2 separate regions of the Macaca mulatta genome follow, and region 2 is linked to region 1. Evidence: chromatin contacts called from public Hi-C data. All regions are on one chromosome and are shown on one strand. The core of a region is the stretch at or near the end of the contact, and the rest is flanking DNA. Distances in the headings are between cores, read along the strand shown. Region 1 holds the start of BICRAL (BICRA like chromatin remodeling complex associated protein). Region 2 holds the start of PRPH2 (peripherin 2).

What was found. A called contact is a pair of places that touch in the nucleus more often than the background predicts.
Region 2: a contact with region 1 is called in a Hi-C map of liver, with 2.2 times the contacts expected there. The contact joins the promoter of PRPH2 here to the promoter of BICRAL in region 1. A contact is called at or near these places in 5 of 14 Hi-C or Micro-C datasets (blood, cortical neurons, fetal cortex germinal zone and 2 more).

The regions. Positions count from the first base shown.
Region 1 is chr4:139,353,654-139,360,916 of T2T-MMU8v2.0, reverse strand. BICRAL (BICRA like chromatin remodeling complex associated protein) reads left to right here and starts at 3,009. Exons shown (of 12, transcript XM_028847558.2): 1 at 3,009-3,055. It also overlaps the pseudogene LOC100428306.
Region 2 is chr4:139,390,762-139,398,024 of T2T-MMU8v2.0, reverse strand. PRPH2 (peripherin 2) reads right to left here and starts at 4,196. Exons shown (of 2, transcript XR_013416390.1): 1 at 4,063-4,196. TBCC (tubulin folding cofactor C) reads right to left here and starts at 2,461. Exons shown (of 1, transcript XM_015136361.3): 1 at 1,080-2,461. The coding sequence starts at 2,434. The coding sequence ends at 1,394.

The sequences.
Region 1 (7,263 bases), core at 1,760-4,259:
TAGAGATGGTGTTTCACCATGTTGGTCAGGCTGGACCCCTGTCTCTAAAAAACTGAAAAATTGGCTGAGTGTGCTGGTGTTCACCTATATTCCCAGCTACTAGGAAGGCTGAGGCTAGAGAATTCCTGGAGCCCAGGAGTTCCAGGCTGTAGTGAGATATGATCATGCCTCTCCACTTCAGCCTGGGTGACAGAGGGAGATCTGTCTCAAGAAAAAAAAAAAAAATACACACACACACACACATATATCATTGGAGCTGTGGAGCAACAGCTGTAAAACTTGCTTGGTGGGTCCTAATTGCAATGCATAATATATGGACTCTTGAAATGTAATTCTTAAAATGGGTATTATAATTACATCCCAGCCAATCCAAAGGCACCTTAAAACATGTTTAAAAAATTTTCCAAGCCAATTAGAAAACTGGTTGGTCCAACCATCAAGTGTAGAGAAATATGCTAATTTATGCAAAGATTACTGTTCCAAGAAGCCCTTGGATACATTTGAAGCAAAATATCTGAGAAAACACCTCGATGATACTGTGTGATACTAAATCACTGAATGTATTTTTAAGGCACATTTAAATATAAAGCATACATTATGAATGATAGAATGGCAGTACCAGAACAAGATATGGTGTTTTTCTTTGTTTTTTGAGACAGAGTCTTGCTCTCTTGCGCAATCTCAAGTGATTCTTGTGCCTTAGCCTCTCTCTAGTAGCTGGGACTATAGGCGCATGCCACCATGCCTGGCTAATTTTTGTATTTTTGGTAGAGACGGGGTTTTGTCATGTTGGCCAGGCTGCTCGTGAACTCCTGGCCTTAAGCAATCCTCCCATCTCGGCCTTCCAAAGGGATTACAGGCGTGAGCCACTGCACCCAGCCAGATCTTTTTTATTATCTTTTAGAGACAGGGTCTCACTCTGTCAAACTACCCATAGCTCGCTGCAACCTCCAACTTGTGGGCTCAAGCAGCCCTCCTGCCTCAGCCTCCCCAGTAGCTGGAACTACAGGCATGTGCCACACATACCTGGCTAATTTTTAATTTTTTTTTTAGAGATGGGATCTCACGCCGTGTTGTCCAAACTGGTCTCAAACTTCTAACCTCAAATGATCCTCCTCCCTCAGCCTCCCAAAGTGCTAGGATTATAGGCTTGAACTACTGTACCCTAACTAAAAAGATCTTCTGTATTGACTATGACAACATTGTATGCCAGCCTCAACAGATTTAATTTATGCAACATAGTCTAGTTACAGTATCCTTATATATGCAAGAAAGGTGTACTACCTTTATGTTTTTATTAATGCTGAGGGGATATAGAAACCATACAATAATTTCACTTAAATAATTTTAATCTAGGGAGAGTTTTATTGAGAAGTCACCAAATATCTGGGAGAGATGGGTTTGAGCCGTTTGAGAACAGCTACTCCATAGGCAGAGCAGCTGAGCATTCTGTTTATCAGCAGGATCCTATTGCTATATGTATTACGAATGATTTTAAAACAATTTATAACATTTCTGAGGCTTAATATGTATTTTTTAAAACCTGAATTACATTCTGTACAATTCACCTTTTACCTATCCTTGATGTTTATTTAAAATAAAAGACAACAACAAAACCCCCAGTATATTTTGTGGGCATTTGTAGTTAACCTAGACTACAAAGGCACCTGCTCTCACTCCAGGCCACATAATATTGTTGTGTTGTTTTGTTTTGTTTTGTTTGTTTTGAGTCTTGCTCCATCGCCCAGGCTAGAGTGCAATGCCCGATCTCGGCTCACTGCAACTTTTGTCTCCCAGATTCAAGCGATTCTCCTGCCTCAGCCTCCCGAGTAGCTGGGATTACAGGAGCCCACCACCACGCCCAGCTAATTTTTGTATTTTTAATAGACACAGGGTTTCACTATGTTGTCCAGACTGGTCTCGAACTGCTGACCTCAGGTGATCCACCCGCCTCGGCCTCCCAAAGTGTTGGAATTACAGGTGTGAGCCACCGCGCCCGCCCTGGGCCACATAATTTAAATGCTTTGGATACAGAGAAGTTTCAACAATTTGAGATTTCAGATTAAAAAATGGGTGGTAGTTATACTTGGACCAAAGAATGTTAAAAGATTGACTAGCTCTCTTTTAAGAATGAGGGGGTTATGTAATGAAAATTCCGCAAATATGGAGATAAAAGGTATCTACATAAAGAGAAGGCAGTAGAATGTTTTGAGAGTGATTTACTCTGCCTCACCTTCCTTTTGGTCACTAAAGTTTTTTGTTTTCCTTTTTAATGTTCACATATGGGCTTCACAGGTAAGGTTTCACGAATTTTGGAATGGAGAAAGAGTGTTGCAAAGGAAAGCTTAGTACATTTAAAAGTTAGGACGAACCAGTTATTTGCCTAATAACTAAGTTAAAAGTGGTTTTGGTTTTTAAAAAGCATATGCAAAACGTATTTACTGAGGCTTGCTCTAATTAGAGTTCTAAACAAATCTTGTAGGTTTTTTTTTTTGTCTTTAATCTTCCCCGTTCGCGTGTCAAGCTAAAACTGTGTGTGTGTGTGTGTGTGTGTGTGTGTGTAGAGAGAGAGCCTGCAAGAGAATTAGCACGCACCTCGTGGATCTTAATAATTTTTTTTTAAAGCCAAATAAAACTTTCTTGAATAAACCAGTACATTTCTGAAGTTAAAAAGAATCCCAAAGGAAACAGGAATGAACATCCTTGGAGCTTGATTTACCAAAAAAAAAAAAAAAAAAAAAAAAAATTTTTAATTAAAAAAATCCTAATCTCCACATTTTTTGCCAGGCGAGAACCGAAGTTTGGAGGTAGAGGAGCAGGCGAGCGGTTTGCCCGGGCGCAGAGCATGAAGGCCGGGCGGGCGCGGGGAGCGGGCGCCCGCCGCCCGGCGCGGGGGTGAGCGAGAGAGAGAGCGGAGCGCGTGTGGCCGGCGCCGCTCGGCCGGGAGCTCCCGCGCTCGCGCCCCGCGCCCCGCGCCCGCCGCCGCCGCCGCCGCCGCCGCCCCTGTTGCGATGGCGCAGAAACCCCGTTGACAAGGCACTGCTTTTTCATGACGGTGAGTTTCCCTTTGAGTGTATTATAATTTTGTGATAAAAATTTCAAGGAGAAAAAAAAAACACACAACCTCCTTCCTCTGCCTCTTTCCTTCGGGGAGGGGAAAAGCGAGGGAGGGGGGGCTGGAGATCTGTCTCCAGCCAGAAAAGAAAGAGGAGCAAATTAAACACCGAGTTGCCAAAACCAGGATATTAGGTTTCAGCCCAGAGAGCTATTGGCTAAGGCTGTGTTTTTTTTTTTTTTGGGGGGGGTGGGTTTGTGGGTGGGTGATGGTGGTGGTGGGTGGATGTTTAATGGACACGGAGAAAAGGGGAATCGAGTGTTTATGCCTTTCCCAGCGCTGCCGGGGCCCCGGGAAGACCAAGTTCAGTGTCTCGGGCGGGGGCGCAGGCGGGCAGGGGGCGGCGAGGCCGGGCCGGGGGCGCCTCGGCGAGGTGGGGGCCCGGCGCCTTTCTTTTTCCTTTTTTTTTTTTCTCTTTTCCGCGGATGCAAATTTCTGGAGCGGGGAGAGGGAGAGCCCGGGAAGGGGGTGGCGTGGCGGTTGGTGGTGGGGAGGGGAGGGGAGGGAAGCCTTTTAATGACTCATTGATTGAGCCGGTTTAAAATTAGTTGTGTGCGCGAGTGTGAGTGTGTTTTCCGCCCCCCGGAGCCGCCGGGAGCCGGGAAGGAGGGAGCAGGGCTCGGCGAGGGGAAGACGGCGCGGCGGGGCCGCGAGCAGGGGGCAGGGAGGGCCTGGAGTGACGGCGGGCGAGGAAGAAAAATAAGCTTTTCCAATCTCCTCCCCTCTGTTTTCCCCCCCTCGTTTCTTTTCTCTCTCGGAAGCTCTAGGGTGTGAATCACATTTTCTTTCTTCTCGGCAAAATGGACCCCGCGTCTGGGGAGGGGGAGGGGAAAGGGTGGGGAGGGAGGCGGCGGAGACGGGGTTTATTTTTCATCCTGGCTTCGTCCTTCCCGCCGCATCTGCGGGCGGCCGCGGCGAGGAAAGCAGGTCCGGGCTGCGGCGGGGAGAGCTCGGGGCCGGCGAGTCGCCCTGGCCCCGCTCCGAGCCCGCGGCGGCGGCGCGCACCTGCCGCGGGACTGCCCTTTCCCAGCCGCTCGCTGCCTTCTGAAGCACCGCAGAGGATCCGCGGTCGGATCCGGCCGAGCCCCCAGCCACGCGGAGGATCCGCGGCCGGGTCCGGCTGAGTCCCCAGCCGGGCGGAGGACTCGCGGCCCAGCCGGGCGTTTCCTACGAGGCCCGTGTTGTCCGCCGCGCTGGCCAGAAGAGCTGTGTGGCTGGGACGGCGCTTTTTTGGCCGAGTGCGCGCGGGCCTGATGCTATTCGCGCCCCCCGAGTCGCCCCGAATGCGGGATCTTGGGTGGGGGGTGCGGTTGGAAGGCGCTAAGATGGCGCTGGGCCTGGCCTGTCGCCAGGGCTGGTGGCGCAGTTGCTCGGCGGGCGCCATCTTTCTCGCGGCGCGGGCGGCGCCCTCCGAGGACATGTCGCTGACCAGGGCGCCGCGAGGCCCGGGGCCAGCGGGAGCCGAGAGCAGGGTGCTGAATTCTGGAGATGGGACTGGGGTCGCGCGGCCTTCTCCTTCCCCACGGCCCCAGACCCAAAAGACGAGGCCGCCAGCTCGGAGCGGGAAGGGCTGGGGTCAGCTTCTTCCTCCTTCCCACTTGTGATGGAAGAAGGGGACTGGGCGTCGAGCCTCGCGGCTGATGGGTTCCCTCCCTGACCCCGCACCCCCACTCCTCCCAGTCAAAATTGGAGGTGAGGCGCTTCTGCCATTTCTCTCCTGCCATCTGAGAGTGGACGCCTTTGTCTTCTCTGGCCCGGCTTGGGGGCAGGGCATTGAGGCTTTTCCTTCATTCTCCAGTTATTGGAAGTAGAGTCCAACCAGGTTACAAAACTAAAAAAAGAGTCCAGGACATTGTCTGTCTGCCTTCCCGTAACATGGTTCTCTTGTGGGCACCCTACGCTTCGTTTCTTAGTTTTACTCTAAAACAACCATGAGGAGACATTTACTAGTCAGATTGAGAAGGTGATGGGTTCCAGTTTTCTGAAACTTCTTGTTGGCTTTCATATTACTTCAAATGGCAGTGAATTAAAAGTTTCTTAGAACGCTGATCTGAAAAGTTAAATATGCTTTAAAACACTCTGAAACTCTTCTAAAAAGCAAAACTGCATTATTTTCCTAAAAGCATCCATGTAAGTATCTGTTGGTAGTAAGTATCTGTGTTAGAGATGGGGGAGGGGTTTAACGTTTACATTGTTACTGAAAAGAGGAGGGGAAAGATTTGTAAAGCTCTGATTTCTCTAGAAGTCCGCAGACATGGAAAGTAAGTAGTTAATTTCTAGTATAGAAAAATAACACAGTGGTGCCAGTAGGTGTGTCCTTGTGTTTATAAATATACATAGTGGATGTTTTAGACCATTTAATAAGACCTATCTCATTGAACATCTGTATGCCAGAAACTGTGCTTGATGCTTTGTATAATTTCTATTATATCAGCCCTGAAATAGTGATTTTATGATCTGTCTACCGGGGAATGAACTACCGTTCACAGAAGTATAGTAATTGTTCGAGGTCTTGCAGTTTTTAGTAAAGTTGCCATTGGATAACGAAAGCTGTGTTTTTCCCCCTACACCTGTGGTTTCCAAATCTGAGCATCAGAATTAACTTGGGAGATGTTTTTAAATAGAGATTTGTAACATCACCTCTTCCACCATCATTTGCTAGGGCCAATGGGGTCCTTTAATTGTGTGTCAGGCGCTCCAACTTCTTGATGTTCAGTGTTGACATTCTGGCCCACCTTGCACCCGCTATACCCAAAGATCTAGTATTCATTCCAAAACTTTCCAGGTGATTCCAGTGTGATACAGATACACATTTGGACTTTCTTATACTATGCTATGCACTGTTCTGCTGGCTCTTTTGAATTGGAACATGAGAATTGAGGTCCATATAATTTTTTTTTTGAGAAGGAGTCTCGCTCTGTCGCCCAGGCTGGAGTGTAGTGGCGCGATCTCGGCTCACTGCAAGCTCCGCCTCCCGGGTTCACGCCATTCCCCTGCCTCAGCCTCCGGAGTAGCTGGGACTACAGGCGCCCGCCACCACGTCCGGCTAATTTTTTATATTTTTTTTAGTAGAGACAGGGTTTCACCGTGTTAGCCAGGATGGTCTCGATCTCCTGACCTCATGATCCGCCCGTCTCAGCCTCCCAAAGTGCTGGGATTACAGGCTTGGGCCACCGCGCCCGGCCGAGGTCCATATAATTTTGAGTTTCAGCAGTTTTTTGCTCACATTAGTCTCATTTTAATTTTTCCCATTCTAGCTGCCATTTATCAAAAAATCGAAATTATTTCCTCAGAGAAAAAGGTTTAGGTATCCTAAGACCTTAAAATCTCAGTACATTTTTAAAAGTATATTGTCTCATTCTGTTGGGAAGTTACACAACATACAGGCTTCTAGGTCTAGCCAGGCCATCTAGTTTAGTCAAGACAGCTGTGTAACAAACATAGCATTGAGGCAGGGCACGGTGGCTCATGCCTGTAATCCCAGCACTTCGGGAAGCCGAGGCGGGCGGATTACCTGAGGTCAGGAGTTAGAGACCAGCCTGTCCAACATGGTGAAACCCCATCTCTACCAAAAATACAAAAAAGTTAGCCGGGTGTGGTGGCAGGTGCCTGTAATCACAGCTACTTGGGAGGCTGAGGCAAGAGAATCACTTGAGCTGGGGAGGCAGAGGTTGCAGTGGCCTGAGACCGTGCCATTGCACTCCCAGTCTGGGAAACAAGAATGAAACTCCAATCTCAAAAAAAAAGAATCCAGGATTGATCCAGAAATTAAGAATAGGGTAGAAAAGACCCTGATATAAAGACCTGAAGATAAATCCTTAAAAGACTGTTTCCTGAATTTTGAATTGTGGGCATACCTTCTGGTTTTGGGAAGTAGGATGGTCAAGTTATGTGGAACCCAATAGCAGAATATGTATAAAAACACAGGTCAGGGCCAGGTACGGTGGCTTACACCTGTAATCCCATCACTTTGGGAGGCTGAGGTGGGCGGATCACAGGGTCAGGAGTTTGAGACCAGCCTGACCAACATGGTGAAACCCTGTCTCTACTAAAAATACAAAAATTAGCCTGGCGTGGTGGCACGTGTCTGTAATCCCAGCTACTCAGGAGGTTGAGACAGGAGAATGGTTTGAACCTGGGAGGTTGCA
Region 2 (7,263 bases), core at 2,947-5,446, 36 kb before region 1:
ATGCCCAGCTAATTTTTGTATTTTTAGTAGTGACGAGGTTTCCCCCTGTTGGCCAGGCTGGTCTCGAACTCCTGACCTCAGGTGAGCTGCCTGCCTCGGCCTCCCAAAGTGCTGGGATTACAGGAATGAGCCACCACGCCTGACACCACCTCCTTTTTTTTTTTGATACAGGGTCTTGCTCTGGAAATGCAGTGGCACAATAATGGCTCACTGCTACCTCCTCTTGCCAAGTTCAAAGAATTCTCATGCCTCAGCATCCCGAGTAGCTGGGATTACAAACACGCACCGCCACCCAGCACTTGGAAGACCAAGGGGGACAGATTGCTTGAGCTCAGGAGTTTGAGACCAGCCTGGGCAACATGGCAAAGCCCTCTCTACAAAAAACACACAAATTAGCTGGGGGTGATGGCGTGCACCTGTAGTCCCAGCTACTCGGGAGGTTGAGGCAGGAGAATCACTTGAACCAGGGAGGCTGAGGTTGCAGTGAGCTGAGATCACGCCATTGCACTCCAGCCTAGGCAACAAGAGTGAAACTTCGTCTCAAAAAAAAAAAAAGAGTGATGACTCTCCAAAGGAACTGAATGGCTAGGGACAAAGGAATTACCTATTTTGTTGTTGTTTTGAGACAGAATCTGGCTCTGTCACCCAGGCTGGAGTGCAGTGGCGTGATCTTGGCTCACTGCAACCTCTGCCTCCCAGGTTCAAGCAATTATCCTGAGTAGCTGGGACTACAGGTGTGAACTATCAAGCCCAGCTAATTTTTGTGTTTTTAGTAGAGATGGGGTTTCACCTGGCACCTGGTCTCCAACTCTTGACCTCAAATGATCCACCCACCTCAGCCTCCTAAAGTGCTGGGATTGCAGGGGTGAGTCCCTGGGCTCAGCCCTGGAATTTATTAAACATGTATTTATACCTGGGCACTGTTGGTTCCCGTCTATAATCCGAGTGCTTTGGGAGGCCGAAGCAGCAGAATCGCTTGAGGTCAGGAGTTCGAGACCAGCCTGGACAACATAAGGAGAGCCCATCTCTAAAAACACACACACACACACACACACACACACACAAAACAAACCCATGTATTCATCGAAGACCTACTTTATTATGCACCGCGATGTTTCAAATATCACAAACCATTACAAAGCAACATAATCACCCTCCTTCCCCCTTATTGCCTCAACTATTGTGATAAAAATAAATAAATAAAGCCTTGGCGTGGTGGCTCACGCCTGTTACGAATTTAATGGAAATCACAAGTAGGAGCCCATTACAATCTCAAGCCTTAAAATGCTGAAAACATACACAGTGTGACAATAAGTAAACTTCGAGACCCAATAAGGGGGAAAGTCCAACGTGGAAAGTATTTGGTAGGAGTGAAGAACAGAGTGACAACTGCTTAGTCCCACTGGATATTTCGCTCCTCTTCAGGAAGAATACTCCAGTTTGGGGAGGCCATATCCCGGGCCAACCAGTTAAAATCGTCAACATCGTTCCAGTTATTTTTGCTCCTATCTAAACCAGAGCTCTCGAAGTCCTTGTCGATCTCCGGGTAGCTCCAGGTGTAAGGGGCGAACTGGATCCCACTGCAGTCCTCCACGATGGCCCTGCTGGTCACCTGCAGAAAGACGCGAGTGTCTTTCGTACTGTGTATGCGGAGCTGTTGGCAGGCCACTGCCAGCACGCAGTCACTGCAGTCCTCCAGGAAAACAGAGGTGGACACCGGACCGCAGAGCAGCTTGCAGTTGTGGGTTCTGGTTAGCCGCAGGGTGTTGGGATTTCCATACAGTTTGACTGTGCAGTTGCTCAGTTCGGTCAAAAGGACGTCGCGCTGGTGCAACTCGCTGGCTCTCTTCTCCAAGACTTGGGACTCCAGGTTGGAGAATCCGCACACCCAGCTGGAGCCGAGGTCTCCTTCCGCCTTCTTGGGCAGCGGGGAGTCCCGTAAGCTTTCAACTGCCGGGGGGATGCCAGGAGCCGCGTCTACTTTGGTAGACGAAGCAGCATCCTTTCTCCGGGTCTTGAAAGCGAAACGCTTCTTGGGCTGCAGCTCCCGGCGCCGCTCGTCCAGGGCCGCCTGCAGCCGCGCCAGCGCCTGTTGTCCCTGCCGCAGGTCGTAAGCGGCTAGGAAAAAAACCGAGTCGTTGAGAAGTTTCTGTAGCCCCTGGAGCCGAGAGGCTGCCTCCTCCAGCCCCTCGACCGACTCCGCGCGCTCCAGAAGCTCTTCCACGGCCGCTCGCTCCCGAGCAAAGGTGGCGGCGAAAAAGTGGCTGTTCTCTTTCTCTGCCTCCTGGTTCTGCCGCTTTTGTTTCCGCCTTTCCACTTCCAGCTGCCGCTCTTGTTCGCGTCTCTGAAGCCGCTCAGGCACCAGGCTCAGGTCCCGCTGGGACTCCATGTCCCCAGTCCTGACAGCAGCAGCAGAGCAACTGACTGACTCCATGTTGACTTCAAGCTTCCTCTCTCGTCTTCCTTCCTCCGGGTGTGGTCTCTGTGAGGCCTCCCACCAACGCCTCCGGTGATTGGCCTAACACGATGATGTCAGACCCCCGGCCTTATTTTCTTCGCCTATTGGTTCTTCTGCGTCGGAGGGGGTGGAGAGAAGGGGCGGGGCCTACTGACTATGGGGGTGGGAAGACAAAGGTTCTTGTGGATGGGTGGGGTGGGAGGCAGGCGGGGGAATCTTTTTTTCCTCTTAAAGGGGCAGGACTTATATCCGGGATTGTGGGGTGAGTTGCAGCAGCGGCAGCTGCACATGTGGGTTTGTTTATAAGAACAAGGTTAGAAACTCGCAGGCCTCCCCCTCCCCCCAGCTCCTCCCTACTACCCCCTTACAGGCCGGAGATCCGCTACTAGGGGTGTGGATGGGAGGGATGAGTGCGTGTGATGGGTTGGGGGGACAGGTAGTGGTGAGAAAGATGGAGGGGGGGGAATATTGCACCGCCCGGCCCGCGCCGGAGGAAGCAGCAGCTGGAACAGCTGGCTAGGGAGCCGCTTGCATGCCTCCGGTTTTTTCTTTTCCCTTCCACCACCCCTTCCCCCAACCTATTTCTGCCGCCCCGTAGCCCTCATCCTTCTCGCCCCCCTCCCCCCATCCACTGCAGTTCGGCGCGGCCTGGGGGCTCCTGAACCCCCGGAGGCAGTTACAGGGGCGGGAGAAGGCGAGGGGCACTGCGATGGGAGAGACTGAGTTCCTCACTGCAACTGGGTTCGAGGGGCCCTGAGGGAGTCTAAAAAGGATTACTATTTTTTTGGCCAATTGCTGCAGTCGAAGGGGTGGGGGCGGGGGAAGGTGAGATCCACACCCCCTTCTTTCTTCCCTGCCCTCCCCGAGCTCCGTCCCGGCCACTCCCTCCGCAGCTGGGCGTCGCCGGCCGCGCTGGGGTGAGACCCTAGCCCCGGGCTCTGTGGCTGTCTGGGGCGGTCGGTCTTAGGAAAGCGGTGGGCGAAGCGGTACATTATTTCTAGGGGTGGTGGGAGGGATTTGTCACCGGAAGTGAATGGCCTAGCCTAAAGTCGGGACCAACCCGAGGTGTGGGTGGGCAGCCAAGACGGCGCAGTCACTGGCAAAAACCCGAGGCAGCGGGCAGGGCAAGAACCCGAGACGCAGCCGCTGCCCGGGCGCGGCAGCCTCGCAGGTTTCCTCAGCCCTGCGGAGCTCCCGGACCTCCTTAACCCTGCCCGCCTTTCCAACCCTGGGTTTCCTCCTTATATCCCCAGTTCCCAGCCTCCATCGTTTAAATTGGGGTATTTAACGGCCCAAGAAACTTGAAATTTCACCGATCTACCTGCATTTTGATGCAGAAAAAGATGGGAGGAAACGAGAGCCTTTGAATTAAATCTGAATTAAAACATCTCCCATTTTCACGCCCCACTCTCTTCCTTTCCTTCCCACTTAAAACAAAACACACATAAATTTCTTGGCCGAGCAGAGTATTTCTCCGCTGAGAGCACAGTTCATACCGTGTGGCAGATTCCGCGCGCAGGCGGGGCGCGGGGGCAGGGTTTGTGTGTCCGCGTGCCTGCGTGCATCCGATGGAAAAGGGGGTGTCGAAACACAATGGTGCTTACCCTTGTGCGTAGTCATCGTTTTCACTAGTCTTGTTTTACGGGCAGACTAGGTGAGGCTTCTGTTTTTTCTTTTTTTTTTTTTTTGAGACGGAGTTATGCTCTTGTTGCCGAGGCTGGAGTGCAGTGGCGCGATCTCGGCTCACCGCAATCCGCTTCCCGGGTTCAAGCGATTCTCCTGCCTCAGCCTCCTGAGTAGCTGGGATTACAGGCATGCGCCACCGGGCCCGGCTAGCTTTGTATTTTTAGTAGAGACGGGGTTTCTCCATGTTGATCAGGCTGGTCTTGAACTCCCGACCTCAGGTGATGCGCCCGCCTCGGCCTCCCATAGTGCTGGGATTACAGGCGTGAGCCATTGTGCCTGGCCTTCTTTTTTTTTTTTTTTTTTTTCAGAAAAGCAGGTTTATTTCATAAAACTGTGGGTCTGAAAGCTGGTGGATGAAATATAGCTAGTTGTCTTGTCCAAGTCCTGGAGAATTGCAATAGCTGCTTTATTTTATGAAATGTTGACTCAAGCAAAGAAGATTTAGAGAAGATTTATTTTTCTAGAAAAATACTTGAAGTTGGTTAGTTCGAACTTTTAAGAAAAGGAAACAGTTAAAAACAGAGCTTGACAGGTCACCCAGTTGACCCAGTGTGTTAGGGGCAGTTTCAAAGACTGATGTGAGGAGGAGTGGAAAGGGGTCAGTAGGTGATATGGTCATTGTGAAGCACTGGCTTGACAGTTCTTTACAGCCCCCTGCACAGCTGCAGGCTGTGTGGCATGTGGTCAAGAAATGGAGATAAAACTGTTTCTAAGCTCAAACACAGTAGGAAGGCTGCGAAATGGCTGGTATTGCCTGGCTGTATTTGCATCCTCTCTCTGCCATTTGAGGGCAGTGGATTCAGCATGCATCTTTGAAATAGATCCCAGCTTGTCAGAGGTAAGTGCCTGTTTTGATGGAAGGAGAGTGGGGAATGCATTACAGGGGAAATGTAGCAAAAGGCAAGCAGCTCTGAGTTCTGCATCCTACTTTCAATGATATCTCAAAGGGCTTGTGAATCAAGGTACTACTCTCTTGTAGACATCTTGAAAAATGAAAGAATTCTAACGTGTTATGGACTTTACTGTTTATTTAACAACAATTTAGATACTTTATGGTTCTATTTGTTAGATTTAGATCCCCCCTTTAATTTTTTGAAAATTTCCAACATACATAACATGGAGAGAGTATTAGAAGAGTGTTCCAAGGACCCATATACCTATCACCCAGCTTCAACAACTGCCAACTGATGTTAAGTAAATAAGCCAGGAACAGAAAGAAAAATATCACATGTTCTCACTTGTATATGGGAACTGAAAAAGTTGATCATATGGAGATGGAGTGTAGAATGATAGTTACCAGAGGCTGGGAAGTGGCGGGAGATGAAGTGAGATTGGTTAAAGGGCACAAAGGTACAAGTTAGATAGAGGGAATAAGTTCTCGTGTCAGGTAGCACAGTAGCCTAATTTGAGTTAACAATGATGTATATTTTAAAATAGCTAGAAGAAAGAATTTGAAATGTTCCCAACACAAAGAAGTGATAAATGTTTGAAGTAATAGATATCCCAATTATTCTAATTTGACCATTACATATTGTATGCATGTATCAAAATATCACATGTACCTCATAAATATGTACAATTATTGTATATCAATAAAAATAATAACTTTTTAAAAAACAGTTACCAACTGACAATCTTGTTTCCTGTAAAACCCTAGTCACTTCCCCACCTCTCACCCTGATTATTTTTTGGCAGATCCCAGATATTATATTATTTCATATTTTATTGTCTATAAATATTTCACTATATACCTTTAAAAGATTGGGAGTTCCTTTTTTTTTTTTTTTTGAGACAGAGTCTTGCTCTATCGCCCAGGCCAGAGTGCAGTGGCACAATCTCAGCTCACTGCAACCTCTGCCTCCCAGGTTCAAGCAATTCTCCCGCCTCAGGCAGCCACCACCACGCCTGGCTAATTTTTTTTTTAATACTTTTAGTAGAGATGGGGTTTCACTATGTTGGCCAGGCTGGTCTCAAACTCCTGACCTCATGATCTGCCCGCCTCTGCCTTCCAAGGTGCTGGGATTACAGGCGTGAGCCACCGTGCCTAGGCCCTTTTCTTATTTTTTAAATTGAAACAGGGTCTCACTTTGTCACCTGGGCCGAAGTGCAGTGGTGCAATTATGGCTCACTGTAGTCTTGACCTCCCAGGCTGAAGTGATCCTCCCACCTTAGCCTCCTGAGTAGCCGGGACTACAGGTGTGCACCACCACTCCCAGCTAATTTTTGTATTTTTTTTGTAAAGACAGGGTTTTGCCGTGTTGCCCAGGCTGCTCTTGAACTCCTGGGCTCAAGTGATCTGCCCACCTTGGTCCCTAGAAGTGCTGGGACTACAGGGGTGAGCCTCGACGCCTGGCCACTTCCCTTTTAAGACAGCCACATTGCCATTACCACACTCCAAAAAAGCATAGAAAATATTTTCTTAATATCAGATTGCAGTCTATATTCACATCTCTCTGATTATCCCATAATTTACTTTTTTTTTTTTTTTCCTTCTCAAGACAAAGTCTTGCTCTGTTACCCAGGCTGGAGTGCAATGGCGTGATCTCAGCTTACTGCAACCTCCGCCTCCTGGGTTCAAGCGATTCTCGTGCCTGTCTCCCGAGTAGCTGGGATTAAGGTGCCTGCCACCATGCCTGGCTAATTTTTTGTATTTTTAGTACAGCTGGGGTTTCACCATGTTGGCCAGGCTGGTCTTGAACTCCTGACCTTTTGGTCCACCCGCATCGGCCTCCCAAAGTGCTGGGATTACAGGCGTGAGCCACCGCGCCTGGCCTCCTTTTTTTTTTTTTTTTTTTAATTAAGTTCTGGGATACATGTGCAGAATGTGCAGGTTTGTTACATAGGTATACATGTGCCATGGTGGTTTGCTGTCATCTAGGTTTTAAGCCCCATATGCCTTAGGTATTTGTCCTAATGCTCTCCCTCCCCTTGCCCAATTTCCTTTTTTTTTTTTTTTGAGATGGAGTCTCGCTCGGTCGCCCAGGCTGGAGTGCAGTGGCCAGATCTCAGCTCACTGCAAGCTCCGCCTCCCAGGTTCATGCCATTCTCCTACCTCAGCCTCCGAGTAGCTGGGACTACAGGCGCCCGCCACCTCGCCTGGCTAGTTTTTTGTATTTTTT